2 separate regions of the Sus scrofa genome follow, and region 2 is linked to region 1. A link is a contact called in public Hi-C data. All regions are on one chromosome and are shown on one strand. The core of a region is the stretch at or near the end of the contact, and the rest is flanking DNA. Distances in the headings are between cores, read along the strand shown.

Region 1 (3,516 bases), core at 680-3,179:
CTTTAGAGTGAGACCTCAAAGCTCAGTCAGCACCAGGGCCCGGGCCTGAGGCCTCAGCAGCAGTCTACAGGCAGCTCCCCCAGCCTAATGGTGCTGTCAAGCTCTGGGCCTTTGCATGGGGGCTTTCTCCGCCCAGAAAACTCTTACACGTGAATATCCAGGTAGGGACTGCTCCATCCCACCTTCCACATGTCTAGGGTCCCCCAGCCCCAACATGCTGGATGATATCACAGTCAGGGATGGACAGAGACTACACTCCCAGGGATGGCCAAGTTCCCCCAGCGAGGACAAGATGCCAAGAGCCAGCATGGGAGGCACACTCTCATGCAGCAGGCAGCATGGGAAGGGTGTCCTGTGTGGGCCCAGAGATTAGTTCTCAAGGGTGGCCAGCGTCAGCCAGACAGCCCAGCACAAGACCTGGCCAAAGCCTAGGTTGGCACAGAAGGCACTAGAAAGTCAGTGACTCCTGAGCCAGTCCGCTGTTGGCTGCCTGCCCTGCCCTGCCCAGGGGTTACTTGAAGCTTCTAGAGCCCTCTGTCCCCCAGGGTCAGAGAAGATCCTCCAGCAGTTTGGAGGAGGTGGTCTGACAAGCCCAGTCCCAGATCTTGGTCACGGGCTCCCTCAGATACACTCCCTATGTGGCCTGGGTTCAAATCCTGCTCCAACACTTATTAACTGCGCCTTAGTATCCAGGTCCATAAAGAGACAGGATGGAAAATACTGACCTCATTGGCTGTGGTGAGGGTTTCAATGAATTCATGTGTATAAAGTGCTTAGAAAAGTGCAGGTACTTGGATGGTGCTATTATAGTTCTAAAAGTTAAGAGATAATTGTTGCTGTTAAGCACCAGGCCTGGGTCCAGCACACTTAGTATCCCCCCCCACCTCCGACCCCCACAACCCCCAAACGCAGGTACTCCTCTCAATCCAGACTCCCGCACTCCAAACCAGGCTCCATTCAACACCTCAACCCCCATTGTCCGCCCCTCCCTTCCAGGGCTCCGCCCCCAGACGCACTGCCACCAATCAAGGCTCTCCCCTGCCACTCCGTGCGAGCACCGCCCCCACCCGTGCAGCCCAGCCTACTTCTTGGACACGCCCACCACATCCCAGCCCCGCCTCTAAAGGCCCCGCCCCCACCGCTAAGGGCGCTTTCCACCTAGCCCGGCCCGCCAAACGCTGGGACGACCCCGCCCCCTCTGAAGGCCCCGCCTCTAACGGCCTGTCCCACCGCCCCCGGCCCCACCCCCTCTGGGCCCTGGCCCCGCCTCGGTGCATCCAGGGCCCCCAAGCCTCTCTGGGCAGCCTGCCTCGCGGGGCCGCAAACCCTGGCCTAAACTTGATCATGCCCGACCCGCAGTGGCTTTCCTGGCTGCCTAGCCTGCCGGGCGCCAACCCTCTGGCTCCAGTCTGGGGCCAGAGGCCTGGAGTGCAGCCTCGGCGCCTGCCCACCGCTTCGCTGCCGCTCATAGCCCGTCTGTGCCCCACCGGCCGCACCTTTGAATAGGTAGTCGTACTCGTCGTCCCGGGTCCCCATTGTCCTGGCGCTTCCGGCGGGATCGGCGACTCCGCAGCCCCACCACAAACACCCGACGGGGGCGGAGCCGGCGCCGCGCAGAGCGGCGGCCGGATGCCCAATCAGCGGTGGATGGCGTAGCGACCGGCACCCAGAGTAGCCAATAAGAGGCTTAAGCAGAGCCCCCGGGGTGGGCACCGTCGGAGATCCACCTTTTTCGCCCTCGGTCTCCTGGAGAAAGGCGGAAGGAATGCGGACCTTTCTGAAGTGACGGCCTCTTCAGCCTATCAAAGGCTAGATCTGGAAGGCGGGTCGGAAGACCATAAGATGAAACGGATTGACGGAGCGAGTAGCCAATGAGAGGTTTGAATCAGACAGCTCCGGACCACCAGAGGACCTGTCCGGGAAGGGAAATGGGGCTACGTCCAGGTAGTGTTACGCTATTTAACGTCCCAATGACGTCATAGGTCAATGCGCGCGGCTCTTCTGGACGCTCCCCCCACCGCTTGCCCCATAAATGGCCTTTTCCGGGGGGGCGTCTGCTTGGGGACCTTTTCAGCTTAGAGGGAGATCCCCTCTCTCTGGATTGCAGTTTCTATCCCTGCATTGGTGACTCGTTAAGATACCCCTGCCTCAGCTTCCTCCCTTTGTATAACGGAAGAAACTCACCTTATGGAATATTTGGAGTATGATTAGACCATTTACTTAAATACCTACTAAAACAACCATCCACAGTCTGTCATTAAGTCTTTGTTTAACAAATATTTATAAATCCTTCGTGTCATTCCTTCTCTGTCCCCTTATGTTGTTTTATTCCACAACCCCCTCGCCCCCAAGGATTTATCCCTACTTGACGAAGTATTTCTTTCTCCGCCCTGTTAAAAAGCAAAATTCAGGTGAGTACATTTGACGATCTAATAGCCTTTATTAAAAAATTCGTGAGTCAAGTAGCATCTCATCTGTTAAGCAGAGATAGTCCGAAAGGTTGCTCAAAATGGAAGACGTTTATAGGAAGGAGGGTGAGACAAAGAAGTCATGACGAGAGAAAAAAACAAAAGTTCGTTTGGAGGAAAGTAAGCGTTCAGGTAAGGACAGCATCTCATTGGCTAAGCTGTGGTGTCTTCATTGGCTGGGCTTGTTGCTGGGAGGGAAGAAAATCTTTTCTCCTTTAATGAAGTAGTTGCAGTGTCTGTTTGGGAGTGCAAGGTAAGTCTCTTGTGATTGGGGTCTGTAACTGATGTCTTCCTGATTGGGGTCTTTGAGGAGTGGTTGGGCGTAAGAGCTCCCTCTGAAAGCCTTTCCTGACTCCAATTTTAGCTGAGGTTTCCTTTTTAAAATTTTCACAATCTAGGAGTTCCCATTGTGGTGCAGAGGAAAACCCAACCAGTATCCATGAGGATGCTGGTTCAGTCCCTGGCCTTGCTCAGTGGGTTAAGGATCTGGTGTTGTCGTGAGCTGTGGTGTAGGTCGCAGATGTGGCTTGGATCTGGCTTTGCTGTGGCTGTGGCATAGGCTGGCAGCTGTAGCTGGGATTCCCCCCTAGCCTGGGAACTTCCATGTGCTCTGGGTTCAGCCCTAGAAAGCAAAAGATAAAAATAAAATTTTCACAGTCCAGTAGTTTATTTAGTTTCTGTTCCTCACCAACAGAACATCAGCCCAGTGAAGGCAGGGGCTGTGTCTGTGGCAGTCGGTGTTGTGTCCACAGTGCTCAATAAATGATTAATGATAATGTCAGAGTGGGGCTCATGTGCTAATTGTAATAATAATTATTATTGCCACTTGGACCTCTTCCCTGGGATGTCCACCTAGCATCCCACATACAAATTTGACCTCTTTTCCCATATTCTCTTCTCCTCCAGTGACTCCATCTCTCTTCCACCATCATCAAAGCCAGAGTTCATGGACTCCTGTCCCCTTCTCAACCTTTACTCTCCTGCCCTTCTCTCCCATCCCCTCCCTCAACTACGTTATTCTGTCCCTCCTTCCTCCTGACCCCTTCTC
Region 2 (3,516 bases), core at 270-2,769, 400 kb after region 1:
AGGATACATCCTCTGAATGGCTTCCCGGGCCACTCGGCGCTTGAGCTGCCGCAGAAAGTCCTGGACCTGGAGAAGTGAGAGGAGGAGACCAAATGGATTTTAAGTCCAGGGCTTAAGCAGTCCACTGCCTACTCTCTGGCCTCCCGCTAGCCCGGGGTTGAGTCACAGTGACCCTTAAGGGTCTCGGGCCAAGGCCCCAGGTGTGATCCGTTACCTGACAAAGATGCAAGGCCAGTTCTGGCTCCTCCCTTTGGCAGGGCCCAAGCCCGTGCTAAGTACTACCCTAGTCACCTCCCAACTTCGTCCACTCTGCCCCATTCCCCGACTCATTTCAACCTCATTCCCGCCCAGGTGCTGGCTGCAATTTCCTTCCAGTCCCGGGCGGAGACCGGGTCTTACTCAGAGTTCGCCCCGCCCCCTCAGCCTTCCAGGGCACTGCCTCCTCCTAGCCCCGCCCCAAGACGCGCCATGCCCCGCCCCCACCCCGCCCTCAGCTTCTCGCAGGGACACACTGCCTAGCCTCGCACCAGTCCCGCCTCCTCCAGCGTTCTTCCGGTTCCTCAGCCTCGCCCCCGCCCTAAGCCTCACCCTCCACCCGCCCACTACCAGGACCCGCCCCGCCGCCAGTCCTGGACGCATCCTAGTCCCGCCTCCAGCCTCGCTCCCGTCTCCGGACCCCTCTTACCTCCGCATCACTTCTGCCCGACAGTTCCCGGGCCAGCTCGGCGGCGTCCGGCTCCGGCTGGCCCCGTCGCGCCTGCAGCAGTCGTAAAAGCTGCCGCTTCTCGCGGGCGCTCCAGGCCGCGGGCCGGGTCACCTCTCCCAGATAGCGCGCTGGGGCGGCTCGCCGCCGCTGAGGAGGCTTCATGCCGGTGCGGCGCGGGAGGGCGGTGTTGCAGCTGAGCCGTTTCCGTGGTGGGCGGGGTTACGGCGGCCGGTGGAGCCAAAAAGGCCCGCGCGGAGGCAGAAAGGGACGGGGGCGTGGCTCTGCGTTTGCAATCGGAAGCGAACTGCCATCCTGGGAAAAAATGGAAGGAGTGGTATCTGAGGCGGGAGCGGAAAAGACCCCCCCACACACACACACGCATTCTATCTCTTTTGTGAACTGGAGCCGACACCTTAGATCTCGTGCCTTCTCTCCAGTCCAGGACTAAGTCTTGGGAAACTCGCAGAGGGGTGGGCCCTGGCCAGAAAGCAACTATCCAGTCGTAGCCAAGAGCCTGGGTTGTGGGGTCGGCTAGCCCCGACTGGTGAGCAAGTGACTTGGCCGTGCCTAGCCTCAATTTCCTCAACCGTAAAATGGAGTTAATAGTCCTGCCCTTCTGTGCGGGGAGGAAGGAGCTCTGGCAGGAGGGATTTGAGGACCTTTAGGCTAGAGGGAGAGGGGGCTGGGGTAGACCTGAGCTTGTGGCTTAAGCGACGGCAGGATCTGGGCGGTGGGAGTGGAGCGCGAATAAGTTCCCTCTTTGAGAAGGCAGGTGGGCCGGTGTAGGGGTGGAGGAAGGAGAGGAGGCTTATTTAAAATTTAAGGGAGTTCCCGTTGTGGCGCAGCGGAAATGAATCCGACTAGTATCCTTGAGGATGCGGGTTGGATCCCTGGCCTCGCTCAGTGATTCGCGGATCTGGCATTTGCTGTGAGCTATGGTGTAGGTCGCAGACACGGCTTGGTTTCCCCGTTGCTGTGGCTGTGGAGTAGGCAGGCAGCTACAGCTCCGATTCGACCCCTAGCCTGGGAACTTCCATATGCCCCGGGTGCGACCCTAAAAAGCAAAATAAATAATTAAAATAAAATTTAAGCTGCTAGGGTTGGGTATCCTTTCTTTTATATGGAACAAAATGCCCTTGGGTCTCCTCTGGCACGTATTTGTATGCGTTTGAGCTCCGCCCCAAAGCCCCACCCCTCCAGTCTGGACCTCTCCCAACCCTGATTCCCCACCCACGAGCTAAGCGCCTACGCCAACTTCAGAACTCTGCAGTTCAGGCCACGTGTTTATTTTGAATCCAGGTGGGAGGATGGGAGGAGGAACGAGAGGAGGCGGGGCGCAGGGATTGTGGTCCCTTCGAATCCGAAGTCCTGGCGGGCGTGGTCTGAGGCCGTGGTTGGTATGTCTCCGGACCCTGTTGGGGGCGCGCCATCTCTGGGGAAGGGCGACTCGGGTTGAGCGGGGAGTAGGACACAGAGGCGGGTCACCCCCTTTCCAGCCGATCATTGGCCGCCCCATCAGTCTGTGTGCTGGGGTGAGGGTGAGTGCTAGGTCTGAAACCCAAATTTCTTTGCCTAGTGCCTGCCTGAGATGTTGAGGTCCTTTCCTGCGACGCTGAGCCTGCAATCCGCCGCGGGCCACCGAGTTCAAATCTCATCTTCACCAAATTTTGTGACCTTGGCAAGTCAGAGAGTGCCTCATTTTTCGTATCTCCATTATGGGGAGTATAAAAGTATCTACCATGTTACAGGGATTAACATGCGTAAAAAACTTGGAATTCTGCCTGGCAGAGAGAACGCGCTGTATAAGAGTCATTATCACCTCCCTCCTCCAGCTGTCCTACCGGCCCCACTTGACATTCCCCCTCATCTCTGCCCCCAACTCTTACCTGCCTTACTGGGGCCTTCAGGGCTGGGGGCCGCCCGGCGAGGTTCTTGGAGGCGGGCCAGGGGGTGGGGGCGCTGGAGAGGAAAGACAAGCTGAGGGGTTGGGTAAGGGCCTGGGCAAGGGCGCCCCCTGGGGGATTCTGCGGGCGTAGCGGAGGCATGGTCAGGCCCTTGCAGGCTGGGATCAAAGCGACCTGGGGACAGGACGCGCCAGAATAGGCTGGGGGCCAGGTAGAGATCCTGGGGGGGTCGGGGGTCGGGGCGGAGGCTGGTACCTGAGTGCGCGCAGACGAGGCCGAGCCCGGCAGCCAGAGCGGCGCCCAGCACGAAGGCGGCCAACACAAGTGCCACCACCGGCGCGGGCTCCAGGGCTCCTGGAGCTGGCGCGGGAGGCTCGGGGCGCGCCTCTCTGCCGGGGACGCCCTTGGGTGGCCCTGTGAGGAGTACAGTGCTGAGACTGGGTTTAGGCCTCGGATGTCCTCCCCACCCCAGTTCCCGACCTCAGGGACCCCCGCGCAGGACTACTGCACGCTCACTGGGGGGCAGCCGCGGCACAGTGACCACGATGGGCTGCGTCAGCGTGTGCAGGTGGGAGCCGTCAGCACCCAGACTCTCAGCGCTGCCACTGCCGGCGCCCGCGCACGCCTCATCCTGAGGCAGACACTAGGAGGAGAGGAGGCAAGAAACGGGGGCGTCAGGGCCCCGGCTCGAGGGGCTGGTCCCCAGGGCTCCCAAAAGATCTAAGCGTCCAGCACTCTGTTCCAACCACGAGTCGCACCACTAGACCCTCGGAAATCCCGCCCCTTCGGGCGTCCCTGTGCCCAACCCTAGCCTGAGACCCAGTGTCTACTCCCAGTTTTGAAGTACCCCTGCCCCCCCGGTCCCAAAGCCCCCAGTCTCCCAGATCCCCAGACCCTAAGAGTCTT

Evidence for each region. A called contact is a pair of places that touch in the nucleus more often than the background predicts.
Region 2: a contact with region 1 is called in a Hi-C map of liver, with 4 times the contacts expected there. The contact joins the promoter of SNAPC2 here to the promoter of RAB11B in region 1. A contact is called at or near these places in 1 of 47 Hi-C or Micro-C datasets (liver) and 1 of 2 datasets of contacts at active chromatin or transcription factors (alveolar macrophages).

What each region holds. Positions count from the first base shown.
Region 1 is chr2:70,894,240-70,897,755 of Sscrofa11.1, forward strand. It overlaps RAB11B (RAB11B, member RAS oncogene family), which reads right to left and starts at 1,930. Exons shown (of 5, transcript NM_001244875.1): 1 at 1,497-1,930. The coding sequence starts at 1,536.
Region 2 is chr2:71,292,989-71,296,504 of Sscrofa11.1, forward strand. It overlaps SNAPC2 (snRNA-activating protein complex subunit 2), which reads right to left and starts at 1,520. Exons shown (of 5, transcript XM_003123198.4): 1 at 686-1,520; 2 at 1-66. The coding sequence starts at 868. It overlaps TGFBR3L (transforming growth factor-beta receptor type 3-like protein), which reads right to left. Exons shown (of 7, transcript XM_021083896.1): 4 at 3,127-3,253; 5 at 2,866-3,024; 6 at 2,593-2,665; 7 at 1,972-2,380. The coding sequence ends at 2,610. LOC110259350 (a long non-coding RNA gene) reads left to right here and starts at 1,963. Exons shown (of 2, transcript XR_002341675.1): 1 at 1,963-2,103; 2 at 2,283-2,500.